Regions from separate parts of the Mus musculus genome. Here region 2 is linked to region 1. A link is a contact called in public Hi-C data. All regions are on one chromosome and are shown on one strand. The core of a region is the stretch at or near the end of the contact, and the rest is flanking DNA. Distances in the headings are between cores, read along the strand shown. Region 1 has its middle 26 kb from the start of AV064505. Region 2 overlaps Birc3 (baculoviral IAP repeat-containing 3).

Region 1 (4,951 bases), core at 1,565-4,064:
AAAATTTTGAGAAAGGTGGGTGGCCCCACCCCTCAACCAAGGGTGTGTATAACCTCTGGATGAGGTCTCTCTCTCTGCAGGTTCTCTCTCCCTTTTGTTGGGCATTTCAGCTAATGTTATCTCCATTAGGTCCTGGGAGCCTCTTGCTTTCCTGGCATCTGGGACTTTTTGTTGGGGAACTAACTACACCCAGTTTCCCATCCCCCGTTGCTACACACCTCAGTTCAATTTTCATCTCCCCTGTCTCTTCCCACAACTGATCCTGCTCCCCCCCCCCCTCCGCTTTTCCCCTCCCCCTCCTTTCTACCTCCCAAGTCCCTCACACCCTCTACCTCCTGTGATTATTTTGGTCCTCATTCTAAGTAGGACTGAAGGATTCACACTTTGGTCTTCCTTCTTCTTGAGTTTCATATGATCTGTGAATTGTAAAACTCAGGTGACAGCAGATGCTGTCAAGGATGTGGAGAAAGAGAAACACTCCTCCACTGCTGGTGGGATTGCAAGCTGGTACAACCACTCTGGAAATCAGTCTGGTGGTTCCTCAGAAAACTGGACATAGTACTACCTGAGGACCCAGCTATACCACTCTTGGGCATATATCCAAAATATGCTCCAACATATAACAAGGACACATGATCCACAATGTTCATAGCAGCCTTATTTATAATAGCCAGAAGCTGGAAAGAACCCAGATGTCCTTCAACAGAGGAATGGATACAGAAAATGTGGTACATTTACACAATGGAGTACTACTCAGCTATTAAAAACAATGACTTCATGAAATTCTCAGGCAAATGGATGGAACTAGAAAATATTATCCTGAGTGTGATAACACAGTCACAAAAGAGTACACAGGGTATGTACTCATTGAGAAGTGGATATTAGGAAAAAAGCTCAGAATAATCATGTTATTGGAATCTCTTTTTTTTTTTTGATATTAGAATCTCTTAATCATTCTACATTCCATTCTTTGCTCTCTAAAGCTAATACACCGTAGGATTCTTGCATCTACTCTCACAGCTGAGACTAGTCTGTAATGGGCTTTTCTTGTACTTTCTCTTATTAAGGTGTGATGAGAATTATGTTGACACCATAAAAGAAAGAGGGCTGGCTCTCTAGCTAATCTTTCTTTAAGAAAGAAAATAATAAAACTGAGACCTTCAATCAAAACATAAGAAAACTTTTTAAATATAAACACTTATCAAAGTTAGAATTGCTCCTTTAAAAAGTTGTAAAGATAAGGCACTGGTGTGTTGTGGATAGTCCTGATGCTGTTTGTATTTTGATGTTAATTCAACTTCTCTCAGAGGGATTATCTGGGATGAGGAGTGAATCACATACTCAGGACTTCACGTGACCCTTCTAATGAATAAAGAACCCAATCATTGAGAGAGTAGGCAGGACTTCCCGGTGGAGGGAGGAAGAGAAGAGAAGAGAGATATGGGCTTTTATGTAGCTACTAGTGATCCTTGGGTTAGACTGCAAATTCTCCAGGAGGATTTAGATTTAATATGGCTTACAAAATTTAGGATTCTAGTTGTTGTGCCCAGCGATTGAGTTACCATTGATTCCGAACTAAGTGTGTGTGGTGTTTTCCTTCGTGCAGCGGTTCAACTGGGTTCCAGAGAGAAAGGTACAGCAGCAAAGCATAGGTTTGCCAGAAGTGCACCCCAAAAAGCCACCAGTGGGAACTTAGAGAGCTGGATGGAGAGATTTTGGAGCTCTGAGTCAGTTTCCACAAGATGAGGACAGACTGCCCATGCTGCCAGTGCCTTGCTGGTGTAGTGTGAATTGTATTTTTGAATATTTCCCACAATACTGGTGTATGACTCAATGGTAGAATAAACACCTGCTTAGCATGCACAAACAGTGTCTTAAGGTCAACCCCCAGCACTAAAAAAATAAAATAAAATAGAAGTCAACAGTTTCCTAACCCACAGTATTAAAACAATAAGCCAAAGTCCTAATTAAAATTTAAAATTTATTGAAATTAGAAAAGCAATGGATTATACATAATAGTAGAATCCACAACTATTAATAGCATCCCCTTTGGTTTCATTATTTTTAACTGGTTTTATTAAATTTTGTTTATTGTCGGGAGGAGTATGTGTAGGCACAGCATGTACAAGTACACTGGCCATCAAGCACTTTGACCCACTGAGCCACATCTTTCTTTTTTTTTTTAAATTTTTTATTAGGTATTTTCCTCATTTACATTTCCAATGCTATCCCAAAAGTCCCCATACCCTCCCCCAACTCCCCTACCCACCCATTCCCACTTCTTGGCCCTGGCGTTCCCCCTGGTCTAAAAAGTCACGTGACTTCTTAGGTTCAGGTTCCCCAAGAACAGAATAGAATCTTAGCATTTACTTCTCTGTTCCATTTAAAAAACAAGTGAAATATAACTAACTTAAAGCTATTAAAGACAAAGACTGACAACCAGTCTCAGCAAACCTCAAGTGAGAACAAAGATCTTGGCTCCCAGTTTCAACCCCAACAGAATAACAAAACCATTCTAACTGAAAGTAAGAAAGTACACCTGAGGCCAGAACACAAGTGCCCAGTCCCCGGTCCCCAATCCCTTCTGTCTGCAGTGGAACTGGAGATACTCTGGACTCCATGATCTACATGGAAAATCAGGGAAGCTCAAGTTCAAAGACCACGCCTTGAGCCACTCCTCTTCCCCACCAACCTGTCCCTCTACTGGTCCCTCTTCCTTCCATGTTCTTGACTAATTTTCCTCTCCAGCACTCTGTAGCAGGGTACACACACACACACCCCATTTCAGTAGGTAGTCTTTTCCTTTCACCTCCTTTCTTTGATGAGCTAGGAAGTGAAATGCAAATGTGTTCCCTTCTTTTTGAAGAGCTAAGCCCTCCCTTCCCTGGAGCAAAGAGAAACTTGTTTTTCAGGTTATGCATCTGAGGTACCACAAAAGAAAATCACAGGTAAAAGACCAAGAGGAAGGAAAGCTTACCTAGACTCAAGGCACTTTGGGACAAATTCTGTGAGTTTAGAAAGGGGACATGCCAGACTGCTCCTCATAGTCACCTGGAAATCAGTAAGACGTCAGACACAAGTACTTGGCTCATCTAATCTACAGTGCACTGGGCACTGGGTTTCAGAGCTTTCCAAAATACTCAGTGTATTTGGTAAACTAAATGTATCATGAAAATTGCTAGATGCTGCCCAACGACAGAATGCTGCAGATGAGGACAGGGGACAGATCAGCTATCAGGAAGTGGTAATGAGGTAAGAGTTCTACCTTGGTGCAGGTAGAGCTTCTGACAGAGGTTTCACAGCTGGTAGAACATTTACAGCTATGTGTCACCAAGCCCAGTTGGTTGGCAACTGGGAGTCAAAAGAAAGGTGATGATCTGGCAGGCTTGAGTTTGGAACCATAAAAATGGTTCAGCCAATAAAGAACTTGACAAGGATCATGAAGACATGAGCTTGTTCTTCAGGATCCAAGGAAAACAGCAGAGCTAGTGGCATATTCTTGTAAGCCTAGTATGGAGAAGCCAGAGACAGATGGGTTCCTGAGCTCCCTGAGCAGTCAGCCTGGCCTAATGGGGGAGCTGAAAGTCAATGACTCAACACAACAAGGTGAGTGGCTCCTTGGGAACTTGCATGATTTCTCTATATGTATGAACACACGTGTACACATCCTTAACACACACACCCTAAAAGCAAAGGAAGGAAGGAAGGAAGGAAGGAAGGAAGGAAGGAAGGAAGGAAGGAAGGAAGGAAGGAAGGAAGGAAGGAAGGGAGGGAGGGAGGGAGGGAGAGAGAAAGGGAGGGAGGGAGGGAAGGAGGGAGGGAGGGAGGGAGGGAGGGAACCTGTTGGTGTACTGGCTATTCTTATGTTAACTTGACACACCTATTAGAGTTACCTGAAAGGAGGGGAGTTTAACTGAGAAAAATGCCTCCATAAGATCCACCTGTAAGGTATTCATTTTCTTAACTAGTAACTGAAGAAGGAGGGCCTAGCATATTGTGATTGGTTCCATCCCTGGGCTGTTGGTATCTGTACCAGCACCTGCCTCCGGGTTGCAGCCCTGTTTGAGTTCATGCCCTGGCTTCCTTCCATGATGGACTATGATATAAAAGTGTAAGTCCCCTCGGATGTGGCTGAACCGAAGCGAGCAGGCGGGAGACTCTGCAGGATCCGCGGCCCTGAGCATCGGAGCGGTGAACTCTTCAAGTCTCCGATTAAATTTTAAAAATGTCCTCCAATAAAACTACATTGCAAAAAATGGGAAAGAAACAACATGGAAAGAGTAAAAAAGTTGAAGAGGCAGAGCCTGAAGAATTTGTGGTAGAAAAAGTACTGAACCGTCGTGTAGTGAATGGGAAGGTGGAGTATTTCCTGAAGTGGAAGGGGTTCACAGACGCTGATAATCCTTGGGAACCAGAAGAAAATTTAGATTGTCCAGAATTAATTGAAGCATTTCTTAATTCTCAAAAAGCTGGTAAAGAAAAAGATGGTACAAAAAGGAAATCTTTATCTGACAGTGAATCTGATGATAGCAAATCGAAGAAGAAGAGAGACGCTGCTGACAAACCAAGGGGCTTTGCCAGAGCTCTTGATCCTGAAGGGATAATCGGTGCCACGGACAGCAGTGAGAATTAGTGTTTCTCATGAAGTGGAAGGACTCGGACGGGGCTGGCTTGGTGCTGCCAAAGGAGGCGAACATGAAGTGTCCTCAGATGGTCATTGCCTTCTACGAGGAGCGGCTGACTTGGCATTCTTGTCCTGAAGATGAAGCACAATAATTGTTTGCATTTATATATATATAATCTGGATCTTGGGCTTTGAATAACTAGTGTGGAAAAAAATAGCATTCTAATGAAAATCAAGTTTGATATGCTGGTTTTGAAAGTATTGACAGTAGTTGGGATATTTTTGGTTTTTGTTCTGCATCAAAAGGCACTGATTCCTTTGAGCAAG
Region 2 (5,059 bases), core at 252-2,751, 130 kb after region 1:
AGCTGCCTTCCATAACGACATAATGCATGAATGAGATCATATGTGTTTGTTTAAAGATCTCATATACCTCAGCGTGGTGGCCAAATCACCATGACATTAAAGTTCTGACTTATATGCTGCTATCCTCTGAGTGCCAGCTTTCCAGACAGATGGCCCCAGGCCCAACTTCACATCATTAGGGATCAAACCCAGGGCTCTGTGATTGCTAGGCAGGTGCTCTGAAAATCTAGCAATGTCCATAGCTCATTATATCGTCATTTTTAGTATTCTTTTTTTAAATTTTTTAAAGATTTATTTATTATTATATGTAAGTACACTGTAGCTGTCTTCAGATGCACCAGAAGAGGGCATCAGATCTCATTACGGATGGTTGTGAGCCACCATGTGGTTGCTGGGATTTGAACTCAGGACCTTCAGAAGAGCAGTCAGTGCTCTTAACTGCTAAGCCATCTCTCCAGCCCCATTTTTAGTATTCTATTTTCTACTATGAAGATATTTTCTACTATATCCATAAAATGATTAATACTAATAAAGGTAGTCTGAAAAATTATTTTAGGAGAAGCAGTTAGATTTTAGATCATTGAATTTGTCACTAGGACACTTATTTACAGAACCACATGAAGGACAAAAAAAAAGAATCGGTCATACATGAGCATTTTTGTTTTCTGTTTGCTTTTGTCTTTTAATGTAGCTCAGGCTAGCCTCATACTCACGTCATTGCTGAGGATGGCCTGAAATTTCTGCTTCCACTGCAAAGATGCTAGGACTATAAGCATGTACCCCATACGCAAGATTATACACAGGTGTCCCACATGCCTGGCAAGCACTCTGCCAATTACGTTGTACTGACAGCCCTGCTTGTTTTTGAGGTCTCATTCTGCTGTAACCCAAGTAGACTGGAGCTCACTAGGCAGACGAGTACTCAGGAGGCTAAAGCAGAAATGTCATGAACTCAAAACCAGTCTGAGCTACACAGCAAGATCTTGTCTCAAAAGTCTGCTTTCGGTCGAGTGTGGTGGCACACGCCTTTAATCCCAGCACTCGGGAGGCAGAGGCAGGCGATTTCTGAGTTTGAGGCCAGCCTGGTCTACAAAGTGAGCTCCAGGACAGCCAGGGCTATACAGAGAAACCCTGTCTCAAACCCCTCCCCCCCCCAAAAAAAAAGTCTGCTTTCTGGTCTGCTGAGGCTCTGGTCTAGAGTGAGGATAGCAATCAGAACAAGAAGAGAGCTGCACACGCCCAGAGGAAGACGGCTCTGAGCACAGACCAAAGAGCAGATTAGCAAACAATGCTAAGAATGGAGAACTTGCCCTGAACTCCATGAACTTGAAAGGGAAGATAGCTCTAGTGTGGGCAGGCAGGGGACTTCAACCTGAATGTGTGCATTAAGCCAGGACCATGACCCATGTCTGACATCACAGCGCTTGGGAGGTAGAGGGAGGAAGATCAGGATTCAACTACATAGCAAGTTCAAGCCCAGTCTGAGCTACCCTGTCTCACAGGGGTGGAGTGAGGGGAGGCTGGAGGGATGGCCCACATCCTCCTCTCGGAAAGCTACACTCTTGTCTAGGCTTCAAAGGCTCCTGCATATGCACTGTACACATAAAACACACAGGTATACACATACACACATAAGTTAAACATTAATTAAAACATTATAGTCTGAGACATGTTCAGATTAATAATTCTTCCAGAATCCATCTCAATTGATAAGAAAGGGAATGAGCAACCATCTTGGGATCAAGAATGTGCTTGGGGTCAGTGAGCTGGCTCAGTGCAGAGATCACTCAGTGTTAAAGGCTAATGACAGGCATGACTCTGACACTTGGAATCCAAAAAATGTGGGAGGAGAGTTCTAGCTCCAATAAGATACCCTCTGACCTCTATCTATCTGGCCTAGCATGGCATGGCAGCCCCCTCACTCCCCTCCAAACACATATACACCTATTCAAAATTTAAGAACTGATTTGATAATAGTAGTATGAAGCTCCTTAGTGCATAATTTGTGCTTTAAGAGGAAAACATAGAGGCTTATTAATTGAGAAGATCTGTGTACACACGCATAAAATAAAAATCATACATATAGTGTGATTGTTTTGGAGTTTGGGGTTTTTTTTGTTTCTGTTTTTAAGCTCCATGAGTAATTATAGGCAAAGCCAACAACTCATCCTAAAATTTAAATTAATTAAGGTCAGCCTGGTCTACAGAGTGAGTTCCAGGACAGCCTGGGCTGCACAGAGAAACCCTGTCTCAAAAAAAACAAAAACCAAAAACCAAACCAAAACAAAAAAATTTAAAAAAACCAAAGTTTTCAGGGCTGGAGAGATGGCTCTGTGGTTAGGAACAGTGACTCTTTTTCCAGAGGTTCTGGGTTTAGTTCCCAGCCCCACTTGCTAACTGACCATTCACTGTCTGTAACACTAGTTCCAGGGGATCCTCCGCCCTCTTCTGGCCTCCATAGACATTGTACAGACACATGCAGGCAAGATGCCCATACACATAAAATAAAAATAAATAAATCTAAAAAAATATGTTAACAGGCTCAACATACACATTTTTTAATTTAATGAGCAATCCTGATGTATTTTGAGAGAGAGAGAGAGAGAGAGAGAGAGAGAGAGAGAGAAAGTCAACAGTTCTCCCCTTCCATCAAATGGGTTTTGGGGATCAAGCTATGGCGGTCAGGTTCACCAGAAAACACCCTTACCTGCTGAGCCGTCTCCCTAGTCCTCCACAATGCACTTTATTGTTAAGAATTTACTTACAGAGTTTGAATTTAGAATATGAAACATAAGAAAGGCCAGGCTGGGGTTGGCGAGATGGCTCAGCGGGTAAGAGCACTGACTGCTCTTCTGAAGGTCCTGAGTTCAAATCCCAGCAACCACATGGTGGCTCACAACCATCTGTAATGGGATCAGATGCCCTCTTCTGGTGTGTCTGAAGACAGCGACAGTGTACTTATTTACAATAATAAATACATTTTAAAAAAGAAAGAAAGAAAGAAAGAAAGAAAGAAAGAAAGAAAGAAAGAAAGAAAGAAAGAAAGAAAGAAAGAAAGAAAGAAAGGAAGGAAGGCAGGCCAGGCTGAGTAGATGGGCATCTTTTTCGAATTCGCGTGGGCGACAGCACATCTCTCCAGGGAAAGGCCTTGTTACTCTGTACCTGACTCCTCCTCCTCGGCCGCCTGCTCCATCTGCTCCTCTCTCATCTCGTCTTCTGCATCGAGTAAGCCTATAACGAGGTCACTGACGGTCCTGTAGTTCTCACCAGTGGCCAGGATCTGCCACTGAACCGTCTGTCTCACCAGGCTCCTACTGAAGCCCATTTCCAAGGCTGCTTTAACCACAGGCGTGCTCATCATGACGACATCTTCCGAACTTTCTCCAGGGCCAAAATGCACGACTATATGGACAGGGGATTTAACAGATATTAGCAGCGCCCATGCATCTTTTTGTTGTGGTTGTTCTTTTAGGAATCCTTCTAGGCCAGTCTAGCCTCAAGCTTATTATATATTCCAAGCTGATCTCAAATTCATGCCAATTCTCCTGCCTCAGAAAGTGCTAGGCACAAACCAACATATCTGGCTTCATATACTTTTTAAATAGAAAGTTATAGCAATATCAAACCCATTAAAAATAAAAAATAAATAGGTACTATACAATATGCATTTTGCTAACTTTAAAATGACATATATTCAGCCATTGAAGTAAGAATACAAAATACGATTGCCTTTAGATTCAAGTCTGTGATTAGTTCTACTCAAGAGGAGAGAGCAGAGAATGCCCAGGCATTCCACTAGAATCAGGGGCTTCATTCTCTATAATCAATAAACTAATGTGCTTTCTATAGCAAATATATACTTCTACATATTTGCTTCCTTTTGTTTGTATTTACTAGTTGTCTACAATGTTTTAATTGTATATTCATATTCACGCAGCACATACTTTGATATTTCTAGTTCTTTCCATTTCTTGCAAGTGGCATGGTTTCACGCTTTAATTTATGGTTGGGTAATTTTCTTTCATTCTTTTTGTTTGTTTGTGAGGGTCAAGGACTCAGCATATAGACAAGGATCTTGCCTCAGCCTGGCTACCCCAGTGTCCCAGAGTGCTACCCACCCCCTTTCCAGCTTACTTAACACTACAACCCAACCACTTAAAGTGCAAACCTGGTGTCATACTCCCCAAACTGAACGCCATAGCCTTCCATAAAAATCTCAAATCTAACTGTGGTTACATTCTGATCTAACTCTCTGCCTCACCTCTTGCTACTTCCAGGCCATAAGCAGCCTCAGGCACTTGCCCCTTGCACTCTGCACTGGAACTCAGGAACTGATAGCTTTTGATTCAGCAAGCTGGCCTCATAATTCCCTGTCTGCAGCTCCCTCTTCTGGCTAGACAAAATCTTTGCTCTGTTCTTTGAATGTCCCTATTCCATGTTGCTTAGCCTCTGATGTTGTCTTGCCCAGAATATGCTCTGCCCTGTCAGTTAACTGATTCCATTTGTTCTTGGGCTCTCTACTAAGATAAGTATTTCTTCCAGAGTGCCTTTTTTTTTTTTCAGTTTTTAGTTTGCTTTATTTTATGGGTCTTTCTTTCTCTCTTTCTTTCTTTCTTTCTTTCTTTCTTTCTTTCTTTCTTTCTTTCTTTCTTGAGAAGGAATGTGTGCACTATGGCACGTGGGTAGTCAGAGGACAACTTTCAAGAGTCAGCTTTCCCCTCGACCATGTGAGTCCAGGGGCTACAACCTGGGCTGAGTCATCTGCCAACCTTGGTTTGTTCTTTTAAGACAAGGTTTCAGTAGGTTATCCAGGCTGGCCACTCACTGTATAACCCCGGCTGGCTAGGAATGTATGACCCTGTGCCTTAACCCTCCAAGTACTTAGATTGCTGGCCCTGCCCCAGACAGATGCTGCCACATTTGGCCTCCTAGAAAGCCTTTTGTGTTCCCCAGATTTAGACAGTTGTCTCTTCACGTTCTCCTTCAGACCCTGTTCTATTAGCTGGGCATTATCTGTCCCCAATGGCATTAGCTCATGAGAAGTCACATGCTTATCTTG

The links. A called contact is a pair of places that touch in the nucleus more often than the background predicts.
Region 2: a contact with region 1 is called in a Hi-C map of embryonic stem cells, with 3 times the contacts expected there. The contact joins two enhancer-like sites. A contact is called at or near these places in 1 of 39 promoter capture datasets (embryonic stem cells), 9 of 15 datasets of contacts at CTCF or cohesin (CD8 T cells, the G1E-ER4 cell line, the NIH/3T3 cell line and 5 more), 181 of 484 Hi-C or Micro-C datasets (the 4T1 cell line, the 63-12 cell line, the AML12 cell line and 86 more), 28 of 115 datasets of contacts at active chromatin or transcription factors (the HPC-7 cell line, PVALB interneurons, astrocytes and 13 more) and 5 of 9 other capture datasets (adipose tissue, embryonic stem cells, embryonic tail and 2 more).

What each region holds. Positions count from the first base shown.
Region 1 is chr9:7,718,922-7,723,872 of GRCm38.p6, forward strand. It overlaps the pseudogene Cbx3-ps8. Among named protein-coding and RNA genes, the nearest start is that of AV064505, 26 kb to the left of the region's middle. Within about 2 kb of position 2,815, at least 15 of the 459 cell types and tissues checked have an H3K27ac peak or open chromatin away from gene starts, as enhancers often do. A contact at or near this core is called in embryonic stem cells, where this site is marked.
Region 2 is chr9:7,851,205-7,856,263 of GRCm38.p6, forward strand. Birc3 (baculoviral IAP repeat-containing 3) reads right to left here. Exons shown (of 9, transcript NM_007464.3): 6 at 3,163-3,402. Among named protein-coding and RNA genes, the nearest start is that of Birc2, 17 kb to the left of the region's middle. Within about 2 kb of position 1,502, at least 27 of the 459 cell types and tissues checked have an H3K27ac peak or open chromatin away from gene starts, as enhancers often do. A contact at or near this core is called in embryonic stem cells, where this site is marked.